Linked DNA regions of Sus scrofa: region 1 is linked to region 2. The links are chromatin contacts, called in public Hi-C maps. All regions are on one chromosome and are shown on one strand. Each heading gives the region's core, a stretch centred on a gene start, on an enhancer-like site or on the middle of the called end of the contact. The rest is flanking DNA. Distances are from core to core; before and after follow the strand shown.

Evidence for each region. Hi-C and Micro-C count contacts between places; a contact is called where the count stands out from the background.
Region 1: a Hi-C map of embryonic fibroblasts shows a contact between it and region 2, with 2.9 times the contacts expected there. The contact joins two enhancer-like sites. A contact is called at or near these places in 27 of 47 Hi-C or Micro-C datasets (alveolar macrophages, blood, brain and 15 more) and 1 of 2 datasets of contacts at active chromatin or transcription factors (alveolar macrophages).

Annotation. Positions count from the first base shown.
Region 1 is chr13:96,967,460-96,973,448 of Sscrofa11.1, reverse strand. No RefSeq gene overlaps it. Among named protein-coding and RNA genes, the nearest start is that of CCNL1, 34 kb to the left of the region's middle. Within about 2 kb of position 3,473, at least 52 of the 83 cell types and tissues checked have an H3K27ac peak or open chromatin away from gene starts, as enhancers often do. A contact at or near this core is called in embryonic fibroblasts, where this site is marked.
Region 2 is chr13:96,001,388-96,007,449 of Sscrofa11.1, reverse strand. It overlaps a transcript of KCNAB1 not described here. Among named protein-coding and RNA genes, the nearest start is that of KCNAB1, 96 kb to the left of the region's middle. Within about 2 kb of position 4,234, at least 7 of the 83 cell types and tissues checked have an H3K27ac peak or open chromatin away from gene starts, as enhancers often do. A contact at or near this core is called in embryonic fibroblasts, where this site is marked.

The sequences.
Region 1 (5,989 bases), core at 2,224-4,723, 970 kb before region 2:
CCCAAATGATAATTGACGAAACACTATGCATTAGCAAAAGTTTACTCTTTCTCTTGCAAAAACAAACTGACATTCCCCCCACCCAGGAACAGGAAAGCTTTCAGAAGTTAAAAGAAATATACAGTTGACTAAGCACCCCCACACACACCCTGCCCCCAAGAGAATAAAGAACCTCCCCTCTTATCTGGGTTCAGAACTGGACAGCAACCCCAGTGTGGGCACTTCATAAATATTCAATGATGAAGATGTGGAGAGTGCAAAGGAACCATTTTGTCATTTTAAGAACCCTTCTGAAATGCCGGTGATGGAATCAGGATCTGAACTATCCTTTGCAAATCTTGAACATTTCAGAAAAGCCCAATTCAGCTGGTCATGAGGGATGAAACCAAACAGGGACTGGATTAAAGTCTCCAGGAGTTTGGGGTTGTGACTGTCCTTACAAAGAGCAGAGCAAACTGAAGCAGTGGGTGGGATTTTTTTAAACCACCACTCCCCAAACCTCCAAGCCACTGGGATTCAGTGAGTCCCCTTTGTGGAAAAGTTCTGCCTTGCTCCCCTGTACCCTGGCTGCGCAGGCTATGCCTGTGAACACACAGTTAACGTCGGAGCAGGGTGCGGCAGTCCCTGGGCCATCTTCCACCATCCCCAGCCTGCTGTGTCAACTGAGCTGAGGGACATTCGGAGAGAACGTGGTGAAACCAACACATTGGTATGTTGCCCTGTCAAGGTCTGCTTGTTTTGGCCCCGGTACACATGGCCTTGGCCCGTGTCATCTTGATAAACAGAGATGAATGCACCTCAGTAACCATCGCCCAGACTGCTTGGGTCGGTGAGGCTGTATTCTGGTGGAATTGTGCCCGCGGGGCTTGGAGATCTTCCACAGAGAGCTGGCTCTCTCTGCCCCCACAGAGACCCCTTTCTGGTGCTAAGAAACGCTCTCCGTTTGCCAGTGGTTGACTCAAGCCAGAGCAGGGCGGGGGCAGCCACTGCTTGGGTGTGGGCCTGGCTAACTTAGAATACAGAACAGCCCTATTTCCTCTCACCAGGCCCCCCAAGCTCCACCCACCACACACATGGCCACCCCTAGGAGCAACCTCTAATCCTCCAGGCACTAGAGCTGGGGTGGCAGGGGGGGGGGGTCGCTCCTCCTCCCTGATGGCTTCCCCGTTGCTTGGGCTCCTGGGAAGCTCTGCGGCCGACACCATGATGTAAAGGACAGTAGGCGTCAAAGCCCCCCCTCACAGTCCCTCACAAACTTGCAGCCAGTGGAGTGGTGGTCAGGCCCCAGGAAAACCATGGCATTTGCCACAGCCTTAGCCTGTGTGTGTGCATGTGCACACACACTTCTATTTCTAGCGCTCCCCTTTCCTCACTCCTGCCATGCACCTTGGCAAAACCTGTCCTGTCATTCATCTCTCAGAGACCGACCAAGCACCCACATGCGCAAGACAAACCTTTGCAGAGAGAGGCAGACGGTGGCTCCCTCCTCCCAAATCCAAGAGCCCAGGGAAGGAAAATAGTATTAACTGAGTTCGTGTTTCGTGTCAGAAACTTTAGATGTAGGACTTCTCTCAGTCTGGCCTCTCACCTGAGAGTAAGGCCTCGTTATTGCCATAAGAAGCAAGAGCAGGGACGCTGCCACCTGACTGCCTGAGTTCCAAGTCCAGCTTTGCTCCTGTGACCGTGGCTAGGTGACCTCACCCACATGCCTGCTTCATGGGGAAAATGGGACTCAGGCTATTGTGAGCTCGGAATGACAACGTACATAAAAAGTGCCTAGAGCAGCAGTGTCATGTCATCACATTCTATTAGCTTTATACGTTAAAGAAGAGGAGACAGAGGCCACAGATCGGGTGTTAAAGTGTGGTTCCTGGTGGGCTCCATGCTAATGCTCTCCCCAGTGTTCTTTTAAACATTGTGACGTGTCATTCCCCACCCCTCCCTCACCCCCAGGGATGGTTACAGTGGGCCTTGAAAGTGAGTTTTGGACTAGTGTATGGGAGAGAGTTTGGAGGACCAGAGCCATCTGAGTCTTGTTTGGGCCCTGAAATTGTATCCCTTGAGCTGGGTGCTGCCCGCTGTCGGCGGTGGGCTCTTTCCCCACCTGGGGGCAGGAAGGCCTTGCTGTTATGGGGATGGCTGGCGGCTGGCTCCCACCCCTCCTCTACTCAGAGGCTGGCAGAGACTGCAGGATTCTGACTCGAACCTCCTCACCCCCATCCCCATGCTAAAACCTGAGTTTTCCCTGAAAATATGGCAGAAGTTGAAATTTACACCCAAGCCCACCTGGCTCCAAAGCCCATTCACTCCATTCTTATCTTGGTCAGCTGCTAGACATCTGTGGCAGATAGACAGATGAGTCCACAGGGACTGACACAGTCAGGACTTGACCTTCGTGTGCCCGTGGAGGAAGGGAATGGGAGACTGGGACAAAGGCCAGTGCCTGGGCAGGCACCTGTACGCATAACCTCCGATCACTCAACTTAGAAATCCGACTGATGGGGAGATCATCCGCTCTTACCTAGAGTGCTACAAGGGACTCCCCTCAGTCTCAAGGAGAGACGTATCCAGGGTGTCTTGGGTCAGGCAAACTATGGTTTCAAGGGTTTCTGGAGCTTATATCATGCCCTGAGTCAATACTCTCCCAACTAGCTTTGTGATCTTGGCTAAATCTCTCAGCCTCTCTGAACTTCAGTTTACTAATATGTAAAGCTGAGCAACTAAAGCTGGGCAAATAATCCCTACTTAACAAGGGTTTCCAATGGCCAAGGGCTGCACCTCAGAGATGCTTATGGAATGTGAGTTTTCCTAGACTGTAAGAAGGCACATATGATCCCACTTGATTCCACCCCAGAGATGAAAGCTCTGGAAGAAAGTTTTCTGCACACTCACTCGGATGTTTGCACCTCCTGTGGGTAAAGATGCAGTCTTCACGTCACTTCACTGCACTGCGGGTATCAGAAGCCCTTCTCAGCAAACCCAGCACCTGTGACGGGTCATCAACTGCCTTCCTGGGTCTCCTAGGCCTCTGTGACATGGCTGCCCCCCGTCCCACCACCGTCAAACCCTCCATGCTTTTCAGTGTTGTGCACATTGGTTTCCTCAAAGCAAGACAAGACATGGTACCAAACTGACAACATTCTTCTCAATTCTGCCCATCATCTGGGCCCCGCTTAGGGGAAGGGAGAGGGTACGTGGAGCTGGAGGGGGGCCTGGAAGGAAGCCTCCAGAAGCCCAGGGACCTTTCATCCCAGATCCAATGCCAGGAAGCTGAGTCTCAAGGGAAGCTTCTCAGAGGCCTGGGAAGGCCTGAGAGAGGGTGTGAAGAACTATTAGGAATGTGCAAGGCTCTTCAGGAATCTCTGTCACATGAAAAGGAGAAAGGAAAGCAGTTAACCAGGTCAAAGGGCAGGAGTTTTCAGTTGATTATTCATCATGATTAGAGGATGACTGTTGACTAGATTACTAATTTCACAGGTATGGAGGGAAAAGCATTGTGGACTTTTTCTGCAGCATTTTCCTCCCAACCTTGTAGAGGGGTGTGTGTCATTCAACTCCCAGCACTCAAAGCAGTGAGGAGAGTGAGAATCTGAAGCCCCAATCCCTGGGTTCAAGCTAGGGTTTCCCTTTCACAAGCCTGTGACCTCTTAGACTCCAAATTCCTTGTCTGAAAACAGGGCCAGTTGCTCCCTGGGGGATGAGGTATGCAGCCTCTGAGGACACTTCTCATAAAGAGGGAAGCCAGAGGTTATTGGTCACTTGTTATCATTAGTGTGCAGGAGCCCCGGAGTTCCTGCTATGGTGCAATGGGATTGGCAGTGTCTCTGCAGCACTGGGACCCAGGTTCAATCCCTGGCCTGGCGCAGTGGGTTCAATATCCCAGGTAGGTTGCAGCTGTGACTAGGATCTGATCCTGGGCCCAGCACCTCCATATGCCACAGGGAGGCCAAAAAAGAAAAAGAAAAAAAAAAAAATTCAGGAGCCATAATGTCTCTCCAGGTCAACTAGTCCTGTCTCAATATTAGCAAAGAGAAAAGGAACTATTTCTCATGGTGTTTTGTACTCTTTGGGGATTTTAAAAGTTTTTTTAAAGGCTGAAGAAAAGCAGCCATATTGCTTTGGTTTCTCCATCTGTTCCTCCATCTTATCTCCATCATCTCGGGGCAAGTACCAGCCTTTTTGGTAAGGCCTTGACAAGAGGCCACCAGCAGGCCCCAGGCAGGCCTCCCCGCAGGCTTGGAGGAGCAGCCAGCAGCCGGCTAGCGGCCTGAGGAAGGGGGAGCTGGGACATGCCTTCCTCCTTGGGTCCAGGGCTGTGTTGGGCACTTTTGCCTTCATGGGTGACTTCCTCCATTAATAAATATTTTTAAATATATTTTATGAATGCACTGGTATAAAAATAGATAAAATCCAGGCTGGGCTCTCTCTCTATATATATATACATATATGTATATATATATATATATATTCATACTCATCCTTAGTAATTTTTCTGATATTTTTAAGAGAATTGAAATTTAACTGGAAGTGAATTATGAGGACTCGATTTTGCCACTAGGGGGCAGCACAAGCCCACTAGGTGTTTACTGGAACTAGTGTGGCAGGGTTCAGGGTAAACGGTGGGCAAGGACCAAGCAACGACTCCCACTGCTGACTCACAAAGGCCCTTTGCTTCTCCCAGCGTTTCCTCGGAGAGGGTTGTGTTAGCGGCCTCTCTACCTCAGCCCCAGGAAGTACGCAGGCAGGACGGGGGCTCTTGCCCCCTCTTGGGGCACAGAGTCTCCCCTGGGAGGTGTGGGTCATGCGGGGTCACACGGTGGCGGAGTGGGACCAACCAGAATTTCCTGGCTCCTCCTGCAACACTCCTCCTCTGAGCCGGTGCGCTGGATGCTCCGAAGACCTATGACATTGCCAATGTTGGCGGCCCAGCCCCTGCCGTGTCCATGTCCCAACACTCACTGGGGAGCTGTAGGCCCCCGTGGATTGGGCCTGGGCCCTGCCCACGCCGTGCCTTTGTTCCCTCCCTCTGCCGAACCCCCAGAGCCTCGAAGGGGGAGTTGTTCACTCTGCTCCCCCAGAACTGAGCTGGGACATCAAAGGCACGCAAAAGGCATTCGCTGGGCATGGGGTACGGGACGAACAAGGTGCAGCAAGCGGCTGGGGGTCTGGGCCAGGAAGTACCACAAAAAAAGGAAAGACCAGAAACAAAACCAAACAGAAAGCCAGGCAGGAGATGATAAGGTCTCCAGGCAGCGTTTCTACCTCCTGGGAGGGGGGAGGGGGGACACCCAGCACGTGGCCGGCGGAACAATAGGCCTTTCTGTGCTCTGCAGCTGAGTATACACCCTGGAGGAGGGGAGACCCTCCCCAGGAGGCCCCGTGTGCCCCCAACGCTGTGGGAAGCTAGTTTACAGCACCCAGTTTGTGTGGTTTCCTTCTGAAGAGGTGAGGGTGGTGCTCAAATTCGTGAGATAAATAAGCGCTCTTTGCTGGATGAGTAGAAAAAGATTTTTTTTTTTTTTTAAAGGGGACACAAGACACCAGCTGACTCTGAAATGGATGAGGCAGAAGGCAACTCTGTTCTCTTTCAGAGAGCACCTGTATAGTTCAAAGTGTCCAAGAAAGTTCTGGAACTTTGGCAAACTGGCTGGGCTTGAGGCAGGGGTACAAGGCCTTATACCTAGGCCCTGGAGAGGTGGGTGGGGCCCTGGATGTCCCAGAGCTTCCAGGGACAGAGGTGACATCCACCCACTGAGTAGCGCCCGCCCTCAGGGTTACTACACAGCAGAAGTTTCTCCCCTCTCACCCTGGTGCTGGTCTGGTTAGGCAGGCCCAACTAGGAAGGAGGAATGAAAGGCTTGTCACTGGGGTGAAGAGTAAGTCACAGTTCGGTTTCCGACCTCCACAGTGACCCCCAAGGGATTGGCGCACAGAGGCAACCATCTAGTCTAGACTGGGTGGGACAAGCGGGACTGAGAAATCTGCACAG
Region 2 (6,062 bases), core at 2,985-5,484:
CAGATTTAAAACCACATAAGAGGAGTTCCCGTCGTGGCACAGTGGTTAACGAATCTGACTAGGAACCATGAGGTTGAGGATTCGATCCCTGTCCTTGCTCAGTGGGTTAAAGATCCGGCGTTGCCGTGAGCTGTGGTGTAGGTTGCAGACTCGGCTCAGATCCTGCGTTGCTGTGGCTCTGGCGTAGGCCAGAGGCTACAGCTCCGATTTGACCCCTAGCCTGAGAACTCCAAATGCCACGAGAGCGGCCCAATAAATGGCAAAAAGACAAAAAGAAAAAAGAAAACACATAAGAAGTACAGGACTCTCACTGACTTTTGTTACTTAGATTTGCTTTAAAATTCTCAATATTGAACCCTCTAACATTGTTGGTGGGAATGTAAATTGATGCAGCCACTATGGAGGATGGTATGGAGGTTCCTTAAAAAACTAAAAGCAGAGTTGACATCAATCCCATTCTTGGGCATATATCTGGAGAAAACTCTAACTCAAAAAGATAATACACCCCAATGTTCAAAACAGCACTATTTACAATAACCAAAACTTGGAAGCAACCTAAGTGTCCTATATATATGTGTATATATATAGATGAGATTTGAAAGCCTCAAGAGTGTGTGTGTGTGTGTGTGTGTGTGTGTGTGTGTGTGTGTGTATGCACATACACATAATGGAATATTACTCAGCAATTAAAAGAATGAAATAATGTCATTTGCAGTAACATGGCTGGACCTAAAAATTATCAAAGTCAGAGAAAGACAAATATAATATGATATCACTTACATATGGAACCTAAAATATAATACAAATGAACTTACAAAACAGAAACAGACTCACAGACATAGAAACCAAACTTATGGTTACTAAAGGGGGTGAAGGGAGGGATAAATTAGGAATTTAGGATTAGCGCATACAAACTACCATATATTAAACAGATAAACAACAAGGTCCTACTGTATAGCACAGGGAACTATATTCAATATAAGCCATAAATTGAAAGTAATGTGAAATTTTTATATATATACATATATATATATGCATATTTATTTATTTTTTGTCTTTTTTGTCTTTCTAGGGCTGCACCCTCAGCATACGGAGGTTCCCAGGCTAGGGGTCCATTAGGAGCTCTTGCTGCCAGCCTACGCAAGAGCCATAGCAATGCCAGATCTGAGCCACATCTGTGACTCACACCACAGCTCACGGCAATGCCAGATCCTTAACCCACTGAGCGAGACAAGGGATAAAACCCAAAACCTCATGGTTCCTCATCGGATTCACTTCCTCTGCGCCATGACGGGAACGCCTATATATACATATATATAACTGAATCACTTTATTCTGTACCAGAAAGTAACACAACATTGTAAATCAACTATACTTATATTTTTAAAAGAAATAGAATCAATCTAGATTGAATTTTCAAGACTTCAAAATAAGTTTGAAATTTGAAAATAATCTCACACTCATAATGCCATACATATATATGGGCATTATTTTTTAAACCACCATATTGTTTCTGTTTTTTAAACAGCCAGCCTGGGTTTTCATGTATTTCCTCGTGATTTGCTACTGTGTTGTAGTGTGACCTTGGCAATTCACCCAAACACTCAAAATGAATATTTTGAGTCCCTTAAAAGAATAGCCCATATTATTGCCAAGTTATGTATACATGATTTAAAATTTTTCTAGCACAACGATAAAAATAATATATTGATATTATTTATTTGGGGGTTACTGCCCCTCTAGTTCTACTACACAATTTGTTTATAGAGCCTTACATTACATTACTATTTGTTTTCAAATGCATCCTCTGCTCCCCTTTTTTTATGGAAGGCTAAAGCCTCCAGGGCCTTTGTATGTATTAGAACCTGAGTGGGGCCTCCCCAGTCTGTGGGACTGCAAGGCAGTAACTAATGTGCCACTTCATTTCTAGTTCCTCCCACATTATAACACTGAGAATGATTTTCATACTACCCTTAAAAGTAAAGCCCAGCATGTTTTTTTGCCATATTATACTTTCTCATGACTTCTACAATTTATCTTGGCACATTACCTCTACTTCAAGTAAGGCCAGTTTCCTTTCTCTTAAAATGTACTCATTATCACTGAACATCCACATGTGGGAAGAAACAGGGGAGGTAAACTCCAGGCAGAAGCCGGGCAATGCCCCTCCTCAGTTCCCAACATCACGACATGCTTTCTTTTGCACGAGAGCAAAACCTAGGAATCCCTTACCCCCACCCCCTTCAGGAATCATTCTGAGATCCAAAGGGAAGGAAAGGCCTTATGAGAACACAGTAAACAAGTCCCCAATTCAACAAGATTTGAAATGGTGTTAAAAGTGGGAATTGATGATTTGTGTTAGAAATTAAAACAAGGAGTGGTCAGAAGTACAAAAGGGAAGTAAAGCATAAATCTAAAAGTAAAGTTACTCTGCTACCAATTAAGCCAACTGTGCTCTTTTTCTCATGGGAACCCGGTGTGCAATGGCTGTCAACAGCAGATTCCTTGGTAGTATATGCAGCCTGCTGCTTGTGCAAGTTGCCCTAAGGGGCCTTGGAGACAGGCCTTTCCAGTGAACACCCAGTCTTACCTCATGGTGCCCTCAATCTAGGCTCCAGACAGGTATGTGGGGTACCTTTGGAAAGCCCCAGGGAACAGAGACCAGGTCTCACATTGGCCAGGTCATCACATCCATCCAAGCTGTAAAACAAGGAGCATGTGATTGAGGCTCTATACAAGGCCATGTTTAAGTTTCCTGGCCACCAGAAGATCTATATCTCCAGGAAGTGGGGGATTTACTAAGTTTAATACAGAAGAATTTGAGGATGTGGTGGCAGAAAAGACGACTGAGGGGTCAAATACATCCCTAATTGTGGCCCCCTGGACAAATGGTGGGTGCTGCAGTCATTAGGACCTTGGCACTGACCCCTCCTATACCCACCAATAAATTCTACTCTCCTGACAAAAAAAAAAAAAAGAGTAATGTTAAAGATTAATACAAGTGAAAACATTAAATATACCCAAACAATTGCTCAGAAGAGGAAAGCTTAATGCAACATAGACGATCTGTGGAAGGAGCTGTGATGTTTGTTAATAGAGTCAACTTCACGCAAGATTTTGTTAATTAGGAGCAGGAACTCAGGAGAAACACGCAGTTCCACTGACTGTGGCAATTGCTACCTCCTCAATCCCTTCTATTCTGTGTTTCTAAGCTCCACCTCTCCCTTCTGTTGAATCTCCAGGATGACACAGAACAAGACCTTTGGTGCAGGCTCGTAATCTGCACATACTGCTGACCTCACAGTACACACATCTGTGTCCACCAGGCACTAGCTAACCCGCCCATCTGTCTGTGCTCACAGCCCAGCTTACAGAACTTTTGTGTTACATTCACCTTTCTTCTTCTGAGCAACTGAACAACCCATAGACCAGGCATCATGCTAGATGCCAGGAAAACAAGGGGCACATGGGCCCCTCTCCAGATACCTTCAAATGTAGTGAGAGAGCTGGTCATGTATATAAATAATTACAAACAGAGGCACATGGGGAGGAACACAGGTGGAAAGTGATCAGTTCTCAAGAGAGCACCTCATTTGTGACCCCCAAAAATCCCTGCTTATATACAGAATGGTGTGAGGATCGAATGGGACACTGTATCTTTTTTTTTTTTTTTTTTTTTTTTTTTGCTTTTTAGAGCCACTCCTGTGTGGCATATGGAGATTCCCAGGCTAGGGGTCAAATCAGAGCTGTAGCCACCGGCCTATACCACAGCTACCGCAACACCAGATCCAAGCCGCATCTGCAACCCACACCACAGCTCACAGCAACGCTGGATCCTTAACCCACTGAGCAAGGCCAGGGATTGAACCCGCAACCTCATGGTTCCTAGTTGGATTCATTTCCACTGCGCCACAATGGGAACTATATCTGAAAAGTCTAATGCTCTTTTCTGGGGCACTCATCTTTATGTGTCCGGTCTTTCTTATCTGGTCTCGTCGAAACTCTAGTGTTCGGCAAAATGTCAGCAAACAAAGCAGGGCTAGAGGAAGCCATACTTCATATTTCACCAGTTTCCCAGATTAATTCACCATATTTAGATAACTGATTCTGAAAGGCAGTCCTCCCCACAGCCAATGGGTTAAGAATCAGTTAGACCTAAGAAGGAGAATATGTGGGACATTGCAGGCAAGCGGCCCAGCACTGACTTTTGTACATTAGTATGCGTCATCCAGCCCCTCAGTCATCCTGGGAGGCCAGGATAACAAGTGATGAATCACCTTGTAGATCATAAGGCTGTGTGCAGAGTAAATGCGTCTTTGTACTCTGACATCCATGCAATGTTTAGTCTTGATTTATTAATTCTGTACGATGGTTGTCATTGCTGCAAAAGGGTAATGAAATAACAAGATAAAGCTGATTTAAAAGTACTTCTTCATCTAAATGTCTACACTCAGCAAAAAGTCATGGCTGGGTTTGAACTGACAAGAATAAAGAAGTTCATGTTTCTCTTTTCCTAATTTTAGGGTTCAGCTGGTGCCAGAAATCTGCTCATCGTAGTAATTTAATCACCAGGGCCAAATAATCTTTCTCATTGACTTGAAAAATATCTGGATACATAAGGTAGCATAAATCAAAATGCCTTTTGGTGAGGCACATTCTGACACCTTCCCCATAACAGAGTTCTATTTACAAGTTACTAAATCAACCCCACTGCCGGATAGTAATTTGATACTTATTATTCATTATTCCTATACTCTCCCCCATGAGGTTGACATGATGGTTAACCAGAGCCCCCATGACCTGACTTGTCTCAAGGTAGGCAATTATGTAAAAAAAAAAAAATTTTTTAATGACATAGTTATTTTGAGACCCTGGAAAAAAATCCATAAAAGCAAAGTCAATCTTAAGGATTTTGAATTTGAGATTCCTGCCTGGAGTTGATATTTTAATGGAAGGCTACCCTGTTGGATGATGGAGATGTTCTGTATGTTCACCATCCAGTACAGTAGCCATTATCCTCATATGTATATTAAGTAGTTGACTGAGGCTAATGCCACCTAAGGAACTGAATTTTAATTTTAATTTAACTTAATGTCAATTAACTTTAACATATAGCCACATGTGACTAGTGGCTACCACATAGGATAGCACAGTATGAGTTCTGTTTTCAAATCCTACTGAATAAACCACATCTAGACTTAAATATTAAAAGCAGTTTTCCAAACTACATGAATATAATTCTTCTGCAATGGGTTATTAAGTTCAGGGCACCTAAGTTTTGTGAATCCCATAACTGATTTTGTAGACCGTGTAGCCTTGTTTTTCTGGTCTTATTTCTATCTTAAACCAGTGTCAGAGGGGATTTTAGCTTCTTTTGGTTAAGTTTGAAGCAGCTAATCAAATAAGGGAGATAAAGAGTTGTTTTATTAATTCGGAGCCAGCAAAGTAAGCAGACTTCCAGGCTGTTCCAAGATCAACCCGTACGTTTTTTAACCCAAAGGTGCAAGATGCTGTCTGGCAAACAGCTTCAATTTGAGTCACCAACAAGGTTGATCTGAAGAAACTTCACAGACACCACATGTCTACAAGGGATATTAGTGGCCACCTTATCCTTTTTAAGTAAAAGACTCCACGTCTTAATAACATCTGATTCTGAATTGCTGAAGACTCAGTTGAATGTTCAATGAAAATAAGACAACCATCTTCTCAGGATGGTCAGGAGGGATATGATTGAAGGCAGTTGATGGGAGGTTTTGCGTTTTTTTTGGTTTTTGGTTTTGGTTTTGTTTTGTTTTGTTTTGTTTGCTTTTTAGGGCCGCACCTGCAGCATGTGGAAGTTCACAAGCTAGGGGTCAAATCAGAGCTACAGCTGCTAGCCTACACCACAGCCACAGAAATGTGGGGATCCAAGCCCCGCTGCAAACTACACCACAATTCATGGCAACGCTAGATCGCTGCATCGCAGACCCACGCGCGGGGGGAGGCCAGGGATCTAATCCGCATCCTTATGGATACCAGTCAGATTTGTTTCCTCTGAGACACGAAGGGGAACTCCTGGGAGG